2 separate regions of the Mus musculus genome follow, and region 2 is linked to region 1. Evidence: chromatin contacts called from public HiChIP or PLAC-seq data. All regions are on one chromosome and are shown on one strand. Each heading gives the region's core, a stretch centred on a gene start, on an enhancer-like site or on the middle of the called end of the contact. The rest is flanking DNA. Distances are from core to core; before and after follow the strand shown.

Evidence for each region. HiChIP or PLAC-seq counts read pairs in DNA pulled down with a chosen protein or histone mark.
Region 2: a contact with region 1 is called in an HNF4G HiChIP or PLAC-seq map of pancreatic cancer cells. The contact joins two enhancer-like sites. A contact is called at or near these places in 1 of 15 datasets of contacts at CTCF or cohesin (the NIH/3T3 cell line), 1 of 115 datasets of contacts at active chromatin or transcription factors (pancreatic cancer cells) and 1 of 9 other capture datasets (embryonic stem cells).

The regions. Positions count from the first base shown.
Region 1 is chr5:104,131,243-104,136,774 of GRCm38.p6, reverse strand. No RefSeq gene overlaps it. Among named protein-coding and RNA genes, the nearest start is that of Sparcl1, 20 kb to the right of the region's middle. Within about 2 kb of position 3,329, at least 14 of the 459 cell types and tissues checked have an H3K27ac peak or open chromatin away from gene starts, as enhancers often do. A contact at or near this core is called in pancreatic cancer cells, where this site is marked.
Region 2 is chr5:104,396,907-104,402,438 of GRCm38.p6, reverse strand. No RefSeq gene overlaps it. Among named protein-coding and RNA genes, the nearest start is that of Spp1, 35 kb to the left of the region's middle. Within about 2 kb of position 2,713, at least 41 of the 459 cell types and tissues checked have an H3K27ac peak or open chromatin away from gene starts, as enhancers often do. A contact at or near this core is called in pancreatic cancer cells, where this site is marked.

The DNA.
Region 1 (5,532 bases), core at 2,080-4,579:
TCCAGATGTTCCAACCGGTAAGAAGGACACATGCTCTACTATGTTCATAGCAGCCTTATTTATAATAGCCAGAAGCTGGAAAGAACCCAGATGTCCCTCAACAGAGGAATGGATACAGAAAATGTGGTACATCTACACAATGGAGTACTACTCTGCTATTAAAAAGAATGAATTTATAAAATCCCTAGGCAAATGGATGGACCTGGAGGGCATCATCCTGAGTAACCCAATCACAAAATAACTCACATGATATGCACTCACTGATAAGTGGATATTAACCCAGAAACTTAGAATACCCAAGTTACAAGTTGCGAAACACATGAAACTCAAAAACAAAGACCAAAGTATGGTCACATTGCCCCTTCTTAGAATTGGGAACAAAACACTCATGGAAGGAGTTACAGAGACAAAGTTTGGAGCTGAGACGAAAGGATGGACCATCTAGAGACTGCCGCACTCGGGGATCCATCCCATAATCAGCCTCCAAACGCAGACACCCTTGCATACACCAACAAGATTTTGCTGAAAGGACCCTGATATAGCTGTCTCTTGTGAGGCTATGCCAGTGCTTGGCAAACACAGAAGTGGATGCTCACAGTCAGCTACTGGATGGAACACAGGGCCCCCAATGGAGGAGCTAGAGAAAGTACCCAAGGAGCTAAAGGGGTCTCAACCCTATAGGTGGAACAACAATATGAACTAACCAGTACCCCCGGAGCTCGTGTCTCTAGCTGCATATGTATCAGAAGATGGCCTAGTCAGCCATCAGTGGAAAGAGAGGCCCATTGGTGGTGCAAACTTTATATGCCCCAGTACAGGGGAACACCAGGGCCAAGAAGTGGGAGTGGGTGGGTAGGGAAGTGGGAGAGGGGGTATGGGGGACTTTTGGGATAGCATTTGAAATGTAAATGAGGAAAATACCTAACTAAAAAAAAAAAAAACTCAGAGCACAGCAGTGGTGGCACATGCCTTTAATCCCAGCACTTGGGGGGCAGAGGCACGTGGATTTCTGAGTTCGAGGCCAGCCTGGTCTACCGAGTGAGTTCCAGGACAGCCAGGGCTACACAGAGAAACCCTGTATCAAAACAACCAACAAACAAACAAACAAACAAAAACTCAGGTGACAGCAGATGCTGGCGAGGATGTGGCGAAAGAGGAACACTCTTGCATTGCTGGTGGGTTTGCAAGCTGGTACAACCACTCTGGAAATCAGTTTGGCGGTTCCTCAGAAAATTGGACATAATTCTACAGGAAGATCCAGCAATACCACTTCTGGGCGTATTCCCAGAAGATGCCCCAACATGTAATAAGGACGCATGCTCCACTATGTTCATAGCAGCCTTATAATAGCAAGAAGCTGGAAAGAACCCAGATGTCCCTCAACAGAGGAATGAATACAGAAAATATGATACATTTACACAATAGAGTACTGCTCAGCTATTAAAAACAATGAATTCATGAAATTCTTAGACAAATAAATGGATCTGGATGGTATCATCCTAACTGAGGTAACCCAATCACAAAACAACACACATGATATGCACTCACTGATAAGTGGATATTAGCTCAGAAGGTCAGAATACACAAGATACTTGCAAAACACATGAAACTCAAGAAGAAGGAAGACCAAAGTGTGGACACTTTGATCCTTCTTAGAAAGGGGAATAAAACACCCATGGAAGGAGTTACAGAGACAAAGTTTGGAGCAGAGACTGAAGGCATGACCATCCAGAGACTGCCTTACCTGGGGATCCATCCCATAAACAACCATCAAAACCAGACACTATTGCAGATGCCAACAAGAGCTTGCTGACAGGAGACTGATATAGCTGTCTCCTGAGAGGCTCTGCCAGTGCCTGACTAATACAGAAGTGGATGCTCACAGTCATCCATTAGATGGAGCACAGGGTCCCCAATGAAGGAGTTAGAGAAAGTACCCAAGAAGCTGAAGGGGTTTGCAGCCCCCTAGGAAGAACAACATGAACTAACCAGTAACCCCAGAGCTCCCTGGGACTAAACCACCAATCAAAGAAAACACACGGAGAGACTAATGGCTCTAGTTGCATATGTAGCTGAGGATAGCCTAGTCATCAATGGGAGGCGAAGCCCTTGGTTCTGTGAAGGCTCTATGCTCCAGTATAGGGGAATGTCTGGGCCAGGAAGCAGGAGTGGGTGGGTTGGGGAGCAGGGGGAGGGGAAAGAGTATAGGGGATTTTCAGAGGGGAAACTAAGAAAGGGGATAACATTTGAAATGTAAATAAAGAAAATATCTAATAAAATTTTTAAAAATTAAAATTAAAAAAAAAGATCTAGTGAACAAATAAAAGCTAAGTTTCAGAATTCTGATAAGCCACTCTCCACCTTCCATGTTTTTGCAGCGACCACATAAATGTTTTACACAGATAAGGAACTACTTAATATTAATCAGGTCTCGATAATTAAGAGTTCTAACCCCTATGGGACAATTCTTACTGTGCAAACCGACTGGATGCCTCCCCCACCCTTAGACAAAAGGTAAGCTATTCCTTCCTGTCTCTTGTGAAATAGAGTCATAGTGCAGAGACACACCTGCCTATTTGACTCCGTAATTAAGTCTTGTCTGGCTGTAGTGTAAAAATAGGTACCCCTGAGTCTGAACATGAAAATAGACCTTCCCTAACAAAAGCCAAAAGTTTCACGGCTAAAAGGATGTTTACTTTTGTGAAAAAGTCCTTTCCTCTGGGGATAATTTTGGGACTACGTAGGTGTCCAGCAGGGGTAAGTGGGTATATAAGGCTCAGAGACCAAGCTGTGGCTGTGCTTCCTGCTGAGTGTGGGGTGCAAGCAGTCGCTTGTGAGTCACATGTGAGTCACGTATGGGGACAAGGATGTGTACTTCTGTCCTGCACACCCTTCCCCTTCTGAAAGTTTTAGCTGACATGACTGTGACCATAACTTACAGAGTTTGTGGAGCTCTGCATACTCATTTGATCAGCATTTATACATTCAGTGGATACTTGAGGGGAGCTGGCACAGTCACCCCCTGTAATATCCTGATGAATGAACAAAATCTCTGACCTTGAAGAAATCTTTAGTAAAAATAAGAATACCCAAACATAGCAGTACCCTCCTATAACCTCAACCCTCGGGACGCAGAGGCAGGGGATCTGGGGTCAAGGCCAGCCTCGGGTACATAGTAAGTTTGAGGCGATACTGGGATACATTAAAACCCTGTCTCAAGAAATATATATATAGATAAGTGGATGGATGTGATTACAATTATAAATGTCTACAGCGCACAGTCATGAGTGAAACTAAAACCAGAACAGAAAGACACTGGGAATTCACTATGAATAGAGAATGGGAAACATTTTAGACTTTGTGGACCGAATAATCTTTCAACTCCACGGTCTTGTCCAAGATGTAAAGATAGAAGTGTGGTTTTGTTCTGGGAAGCCTTTAGTTGCAGATACAGGTGTTTCTAGGTCACAGTTCACTCACCCTTGAGATAAGAGAAGAAAAAGCACAGGGTTATTGGGGCCTCATAGGAAAAAAAAATTCTGCCCCAAGGCAGGAAAAAAAGATGGAAAAATCAGGGTTGCATTCATACACAGTACAGAGAGAGTTCAAGAGTAGAGAGTCCTATGGCTGAGACGTGTCTGGTGTGTTTCCCACGCTACAAGGAAACTTTGGCAACTCTACCCATCAGTTTCTACCTGGTATCTCCAGCTCACTTCTGCTTTCCTCCTTTTCCCTCTTTTAGTAAAAGAAACTGTGATGCCACAGTGCGTAAGGACTCTGGGCTCTTTCCAGACCTCGGGAAGGTAAGAGGTATCAGCTCACTGTGAGTTGTTTCCTTTATGGTCTGGAATCAACTCAATGCCAAAAGCAGAGATAGCAGATGAGGGCCAGAACTCGTGAGCCCAGACACACCTCCAGTAGCCCCTTACCAGCACATGCAGACCTCACAGCACAAAGCCTCCTGACCCAGTAAGACCACAAAGTGCTGCCTCATTGGCCTCGAGTCCTGTTCATTCCTGATGTGGTTTTTAAAGAGGCTGTTGGCTTGAAGCATTCACAGGACCAGAAGACAGAGCTGTAGTTTTAAATACCAGTAAACTTCTCTCTGAAGAGACTCTCTTTTTTGTTTTTTGTTTGTTGTTTGTTTGTTTGTTTTTCAAGACAGGGTTTCTCTGTGTAGCCCTGGCTGTCCTGGAACTTACTCTGTAGACCAGGCTGGCCTCGAACTCAGAAATCCGCCTGCCTCTACCTCCCAAGTGCTGGGATTAAAGGCGTGTGCCACTACCGCCTGGCAAAGAGACTCTCTTAAGATGCTGATTCTCTGGAGAAACAATGACCAGAGCCTCCATCTGAGCAAGCCCAGGCGACCTCAGGGGTCCATGGACTCACCAGCCTAGAACAGCATACCTGCAGCCATGAATGACACCCATGTGCCTGAGGGAGCCTAGTGGTGGTGGTGATGGTGATGATGGTGGTAGTGCTGGTGCTGGTGGTAGTGGTGATGTGTGAAATGTATCTTCATTTGGTTTCAGGTACAGTCTGCATGTGCTGCAACTTGGAATACAAAAGCTTCACTTACACATCCTGTCTTCTCTCTCTCTCTCTCTCTCTCTCTCTCTCTCTCTCTCTCTCTCTCTCACACACACACACACACACACACACACACAATTCTGGATTGATGAATGCCAAGTCAAAGTTCAGAATGAGGAATTCTAAGGTTCCAAAGACAGGAGATCTTCTTCAGAATTCCGACTTAATGCAAACGGAAAATAACAGAAAAGCTGGGACCACATGTCCTTCAAGCTCTTTGTAAATTAACTTTCCAGTCAGGATAGGCTTGCTGGACAATGAAGAATGGGAGGTCATATTCTCTGTGAGTGAGGAGAGTTCAGACCCTGCTCATCCTTAGCTAGAGACGGTGGGATCAACACAGTGAACGCTCTTGGTTCAGGGTTGAACTTCCCCTACTCACTCTGATGAAAGGATGCCAGGGATGCCAAGGTCCAACTCACTCCTTAGGGCTGACAGAGGCTCATACCTCCCTCTTGTGGCTGCTTGCAAACAGTGTCCTGTACATGGGAGCAAATGAGAAAGCAAGTGTGTTTACCTAAGTCTCCAGGCAGGGGAACTGTGCATTCTTTCTCCTTTCATGATTTCAGATCGTTTTAAAAATCTGGTGATATGTAACACAGTTAACCAAAGATCGTGAACATTTTCATTAATCAGGAAGAAATGATGTGGGGGAAGAAAAAATTTGATAGATTTAAGTGTTTGCCAATGCGAGGGGTCAGAATTCTGTAAGAAACAATCCCTATTTGAAAGCACCTGGTATGTCAGAGAGTTCCTCTGTACATATGATCACAACACAGAACAGAAAGTGGGGAACCAGGGAGAAAAGAAAATGGCATTCTGCTAAGATACAGGACCCAGCCCAGGGTGGGACACCAAGGGGGCAATGGATGGCCTGCTTCTTCTGAGCCAATTCATCAAGTGCAGGACAGGTATGGGTGTAGCCCTACTCTGTGCCAAGTA
Region 2 (5,532 bases), core at 1,464-3,963, 270 kb before region 1:
CCATATGTAATCATTAAGCCTATACCAGGGCACACACTTTATATCAAATCTGCCTTTTTGCATACTAAAGACAGACAGAAGACATTCACTCAAATGGAGGCTCTCCTGCAGCTGGGAGTGCCCCAGGAACACAGACTGTAATGTACTGAATGGATGTTTCGGGCCCAGAGCCCCTCTTTGTTGTATTTTCTGCCACACACAGGCTTCATTGCTCTTCTCACAAGACTGATGCTTCCCAAAGTTTGTGACACACAAAGCCAGGCTGTGCTCTATTCTGTGGTGTGGGACATGTCTGTCTCGTTTAAAATGAGGAAGAAAAAGAATGAAGAAGAATAAGGGAAATCAGGTATGAAGGAAAGAGAGGGAAGAAGGGAAGAAAGAATAAGAGAGGGGGAGAGGAGGAGGGGAGGGAAGGAGGAGGAGAGGGGAGAGAGGGAAGAGGAGAGGGGAGAGAGGGAAGAGGAGAGGGGAGAGAAGGAAGAGGAGAGGGGAGAGAGGGAAGGAAGAGGGGACTGAGAGAAGGAGGAGGAGAGGAAGAGAAGAGGGGATGGAGGAGGGAAGAGGGAGGAAGAGAGGAAGGAAGAGAGGGAGGGAGGAGGGGAGGGAGGGAGAAGAAGAGGGGATGAGGGAGGGATGAGGGGAGGGAGGGAAGGAGGAAGAGAGGGAAGGAGGAGGGAAGGGAGGGAGAACATATTGGTGCAGCATATGAACATAAGCGTAATATTGGGCTTATTTATATTGTTTGGGCATAGAGTGTAGTGTCTCATAATTGCAAGATGAAAAATGAATATCATTTAAAACTTAAAACAACAGAAACTTCCAAAACAGAAAAGGATCTATACAGTTGCAATGAATTGTAGTCATTATTATGTTGAAATGTCTGTATTTAACTAACTATAACTTTAACATTTTCTTCATCTCTGAAATAACTATACCTGCGTATTTTATACAACAACTTTAATAGTTATTTTTAGTTTTGCTTGCTGATGTATTCATTGTACCTGCATGTGGTTTCACAATGTGTTCCTGCAGACATGCAGTATGTCTTGGCCATACCTCCCTCAGCATGCTCTTTAATGCCCACATCTCTCTTCTTTTGTTTGTATCCTTCATCCCATGACAGTTTTCTTCCTACTTCCATGTCACATATACATATATACACTCTGTAATTAAGATCCACAAACGAGAGAAAATGTGATAGTTGTCTTCCTGAATCTGATTGAGTTACTTTAAAATGGCAATCACCAGTTGTATCTATTTCCCTGAAATGACATAAGTTCATCCTTACGGATGAACCAACTCCCACGTGTATATATACCACACTTTCTTCCTTTGTTCCTCTGTTGGTGGACAGATGCTCGTTCTGGGACTTGGCTATCATGAACAGTGCTCTTCCCGCATCTGTGCGAGCATCTCTGTGATCCGCTGACTCACTCACTGTTCTGCAGGGAAAGTGGGAGCTGCGGTGAGCTGTCATGTCTGTTTATTAGCCAATGTAACTGAATGCAGATAGAAAGTCAATAAGTTACTATAGTAAAACACATTAATATATGTCTTGGCTAACAATTTCTGACCTTACACTTTTTTTCAGCTAAAATTTAGAGCTGGAATTGGGCCATTGGTTTCCAAATACCATCTGGATCAGTGTTAATTTTGGAGAAAATTCTACTAATCTGCAATAAAGATCATATTTGGGTTACCTTCTGAGGTATGTGAGATATATATATATATATATATATATATATATATATATATATATATATATATTTTGATTTTCCATTTATATCGACACATGGGCATGATACATATTTATATCACACCACTTGATGCTTTATGACATCTGTATGATGTATTTATCAGATCAGGTAACTGGCACAGCATCACCTTGGATATTTATTTCTTCAGTTACCCTGCTGTGTTGTAGGATATTACAAGTCATTCTTGCCCAATTGTACCCTACTAAATTCTGTAATATGTTTATTGTGTGTGTGTGTGTGCCTGTGAGTATGCATGTATGCCTCTCTGTATATATGTGCACCTGTGTGTGTGTGCCTGTGAGGTGGGAGGAGAGAGAGAGAGAGAGAGAGAGAGAGAGAGAGAGAGAGAAAATGCCATGGCATACATGTAGAGGTCAGAGGACAATTTGCAAATGTCCATTTTTTGAATTAAAGTTAGGTCATCAGTCTGGTATTAAACAGCCTTCCCAGTTGAGCCCTTCATTGGTTGGTCCATGCTGCATCCCTTTGTGCATTATCCATCCTCTGTCCACCTCTTGCTCCCAATGTATTTCCCTCAGGCTATCTCATTAAACCACACTCATCCATTTTCTTTTGGGGTGGGGCTGATCACAGTGACGTTTTGTTTTGCCTTACTTTTAAAAAGATATTCTGGGGAAAAAAATGGAGCTAACAGCTTTAGTTACTGAAACTTGAGAGTGTTTACCAATTCTTATAGTTTAAAAATAACACCCTGGGGCTGCTGCTTTAGCTGGTCACCCATCAGATGGGAAAATCAAATAAATGATAGGGGCTCAGAGCAGAAAATCATTGACCCAAAGAATCCCAAGGGCAAAAACAGAAAAGAAAAGAAAGGACATGGACACAAAGAAGTAACTGTGTTTCAAAAGATGGTGCCCAATGATTAACAGTGCCTGCTGTTCTCCCTGCTCAACACAACCAGTTTGGTAGCGAGTCATAAAACCCAGTTCCCAGCTGTACCACGGATCCTGCAGCCTTGATTCCCGGTAGAAGTTAACATTTAACACGACCTTACTTGGATCTTGACATTTTTCTCAGGTTAGATAAAAACCATTATTTATTTAAGTCTATTTTAGTTGTCTCATTTTTAATGAGTAATGAATCAGTGGAAGCAGAAAGTAGGGCTGTGGAAGGAGGTGGGGCATTTTTTTTTTGTCCTTTTTAGATCAAGTAGCTTTATGCTCTCATATCTAGACAGCGCGGCAGCTACACATGCTTTGAAAATCCGCTTGCCCCACACCACTGCTTAACCATTTATCTCATAAACCACTAAGTAGTAAAATAACAATGAACAGCCCTGGGGCAGGTGACTCTTCAAGAAATAGGAGGTGAAATTGTTACTATGTCTCGCTCACAAGCTCCTGGCCGGTGCACATAAACAAAGAGCTGGGACCCAGGGCTCAAATCAGTTTGGGTGGCTGCAGCTCAGTAATCAGACATTCATTTCCTGTCATGACACATAGGAGAATTTCATACCATATGCATATGGACGCTTGTGTTTTCAAAGGAGGATTTATAAAGAGCTTCCACTTTATTATGTCTTACTGAAAAGATTTAAGTAGAATTTAAGCTATTTTCCCAAGCTACAGTATATCTGCCTTTATTTGCAACATCAAACTTTGGAGGTATTCCAAGTATTTTCCAGTAAGGAATTGGTGATACCAGAGTACCTCTGTGAGAGGGACTTTACTTTGTTTGGTGGGCTATGCTTCTGAATGACTTTTGTCATTTGTGGGTCTAGACATGGACCAGCAAAATATAGTCAATCTTCATTTAAAAACTGCAAGCATCTTCTTCTCTTTCATTAGCGATTCCTTATCTTCTTACTGGGCTTCTGTTTCTGGATGTGTGCAATTTAGGTTTTGATATATCTCCTTTCCCTTTTGAAATGCAGATGGTGGAAGATATAGACTTAATTCCTTCACTCCCTTACCGTCCATGCTCTCCATCCGTGTGTTTGTCCATAAGCGTGACAGTCACACTTAGATTCAGGGAACAAATGGACTCACTGCTTAGAACAGGGGCTGTAGAACCAGTGGTCCATGCTAAATGATGTCTTTGTCCAGATCTTTTTTTTTTTGTTGTTGTTGTTGTTTACCTCAGCTCCTGTCCTGTTCGCTGTGATGAAGTTGCAGGGCACTTTCAGCCAAGGACACTTCCACAGAGGTGAGCAGAGTTCAGAGACTCAGGGGACATTGAGATCAAAGAGAGTCACACATCTATGCTCTGGCTGCCACAGCATTCAGGAAGCAGGTTACAAGAGTGGTTCAACTTTATCATCATTCAGGAAAATAAAGAAATGGCAGAAGTCTCCCCAGATTGGATATCAAATCTGTTTTCAATTTGCTTTGGGTATGGTAACAGACTGAGAAAGAAAGGCATGCTGAAACAGTCAGAGATTCATAGTAGAGACTTTGTTTGTTCTAAGTGTGTTCTGTCAAGAACTATGAATATTTGGATTTAACTCAAAAATTTAAAAGCAGATGGGGCAAGAGTATCCCAGAGAGCACAGGAAATCACACCAGTGTTTAGTGTTCTTCTTTTTGTTTTTGTTTTGTCATGTGATGGAAAATTTTCACTTTGCTTAGATTGTCTGTGACTTCAGGGCTATGCTACAAACTCCACTGATAGCTAAACCTTTTAGAACCATCTCCCATATGCTAGAAACCGAGGCAGCAGCACCAGGAACATGAAAAACTCACAGCTGCCCGTAGGCCAGCAGAGTGGAAAGACTAAGGAAAGGAGATATAAAGCTGAAATACTACGAAATGAGTGTTACACATGGAAATGAGGAGGAACGCTTTAGGGGACTCATTTATCCTTGTTTGCCGGACAGTTTCTAATTTTAACAATGGAAGTGCTGTTTGCACCTGGACAAATCCAAACAATGGCCTTTGTGATGTCCCTGGAAAGAAATTTCTCAGAGCAGAGACTAGATTTACATTATATGGGAAAAGCTGGAGTAGAAGAAAGTAGACGCTGATGGTTAAACAATGCCCCCAAGGATAGGAACCTTCCAGTCTTTGTAAACTATTATGAACCTTCAATGACCAAAGGAGTTTTGTAGATATCCTTAAATCAAGGATCTTGGGTAGAACATCTGAGTGCAAGCATAGGGGTTTTTTATAAGTGGAAGATGAGAACAGAAAAGGAGACAGAACAACAAAGAGGTCACAGTGACGATCAGAATGCAAAGAGGCATGGACCCAGGGTCTATTGAAGAAAGAACTCAACTCTGCTGATGAGACACCTTCGTCTTGACTTGGTTCATGAAACCTGCTTCTCGCTTCTCAACTGTTACAACCAACAGCGCTGCTTTACCCCAGTAAATTTGCTACTTGTTCAGTAGCCAGAGGAAACTAATACAGGGGAGAATGAAGAGAAGGACATTCTAGGTGAAGAAATTGGTGACAGAGCCTGGGAAGAGTAAAGGAGGTTCGCTAGACTCTGTGTAGCCAGTCTGGCTGTCCCAGAGCAAGCTTGTGACACCAGGAGAGGAGGTTCCAGAGGCAGGTAGAGACTGCGTCATGGATGATCTTGTAATCAAGTTCTTCTCCTTTGAAGGCAACAAGGCAAGTATGTGTCACTTAAATCGGGACATTGATGCCATGACACTTGCTCTGTAAGAAGGCATTTCAGCTACACCATGGACGAGGGGCGTTGAAGGGAAGGGGATCCAGAGAAGCAAGGGAACCATCTAGAATGATTATACTCTTCAGGCAGAAAGTGGGGGGGGGGGCGGTCTAGATTGCGAAAGAAGATGGAAGATGGGGGA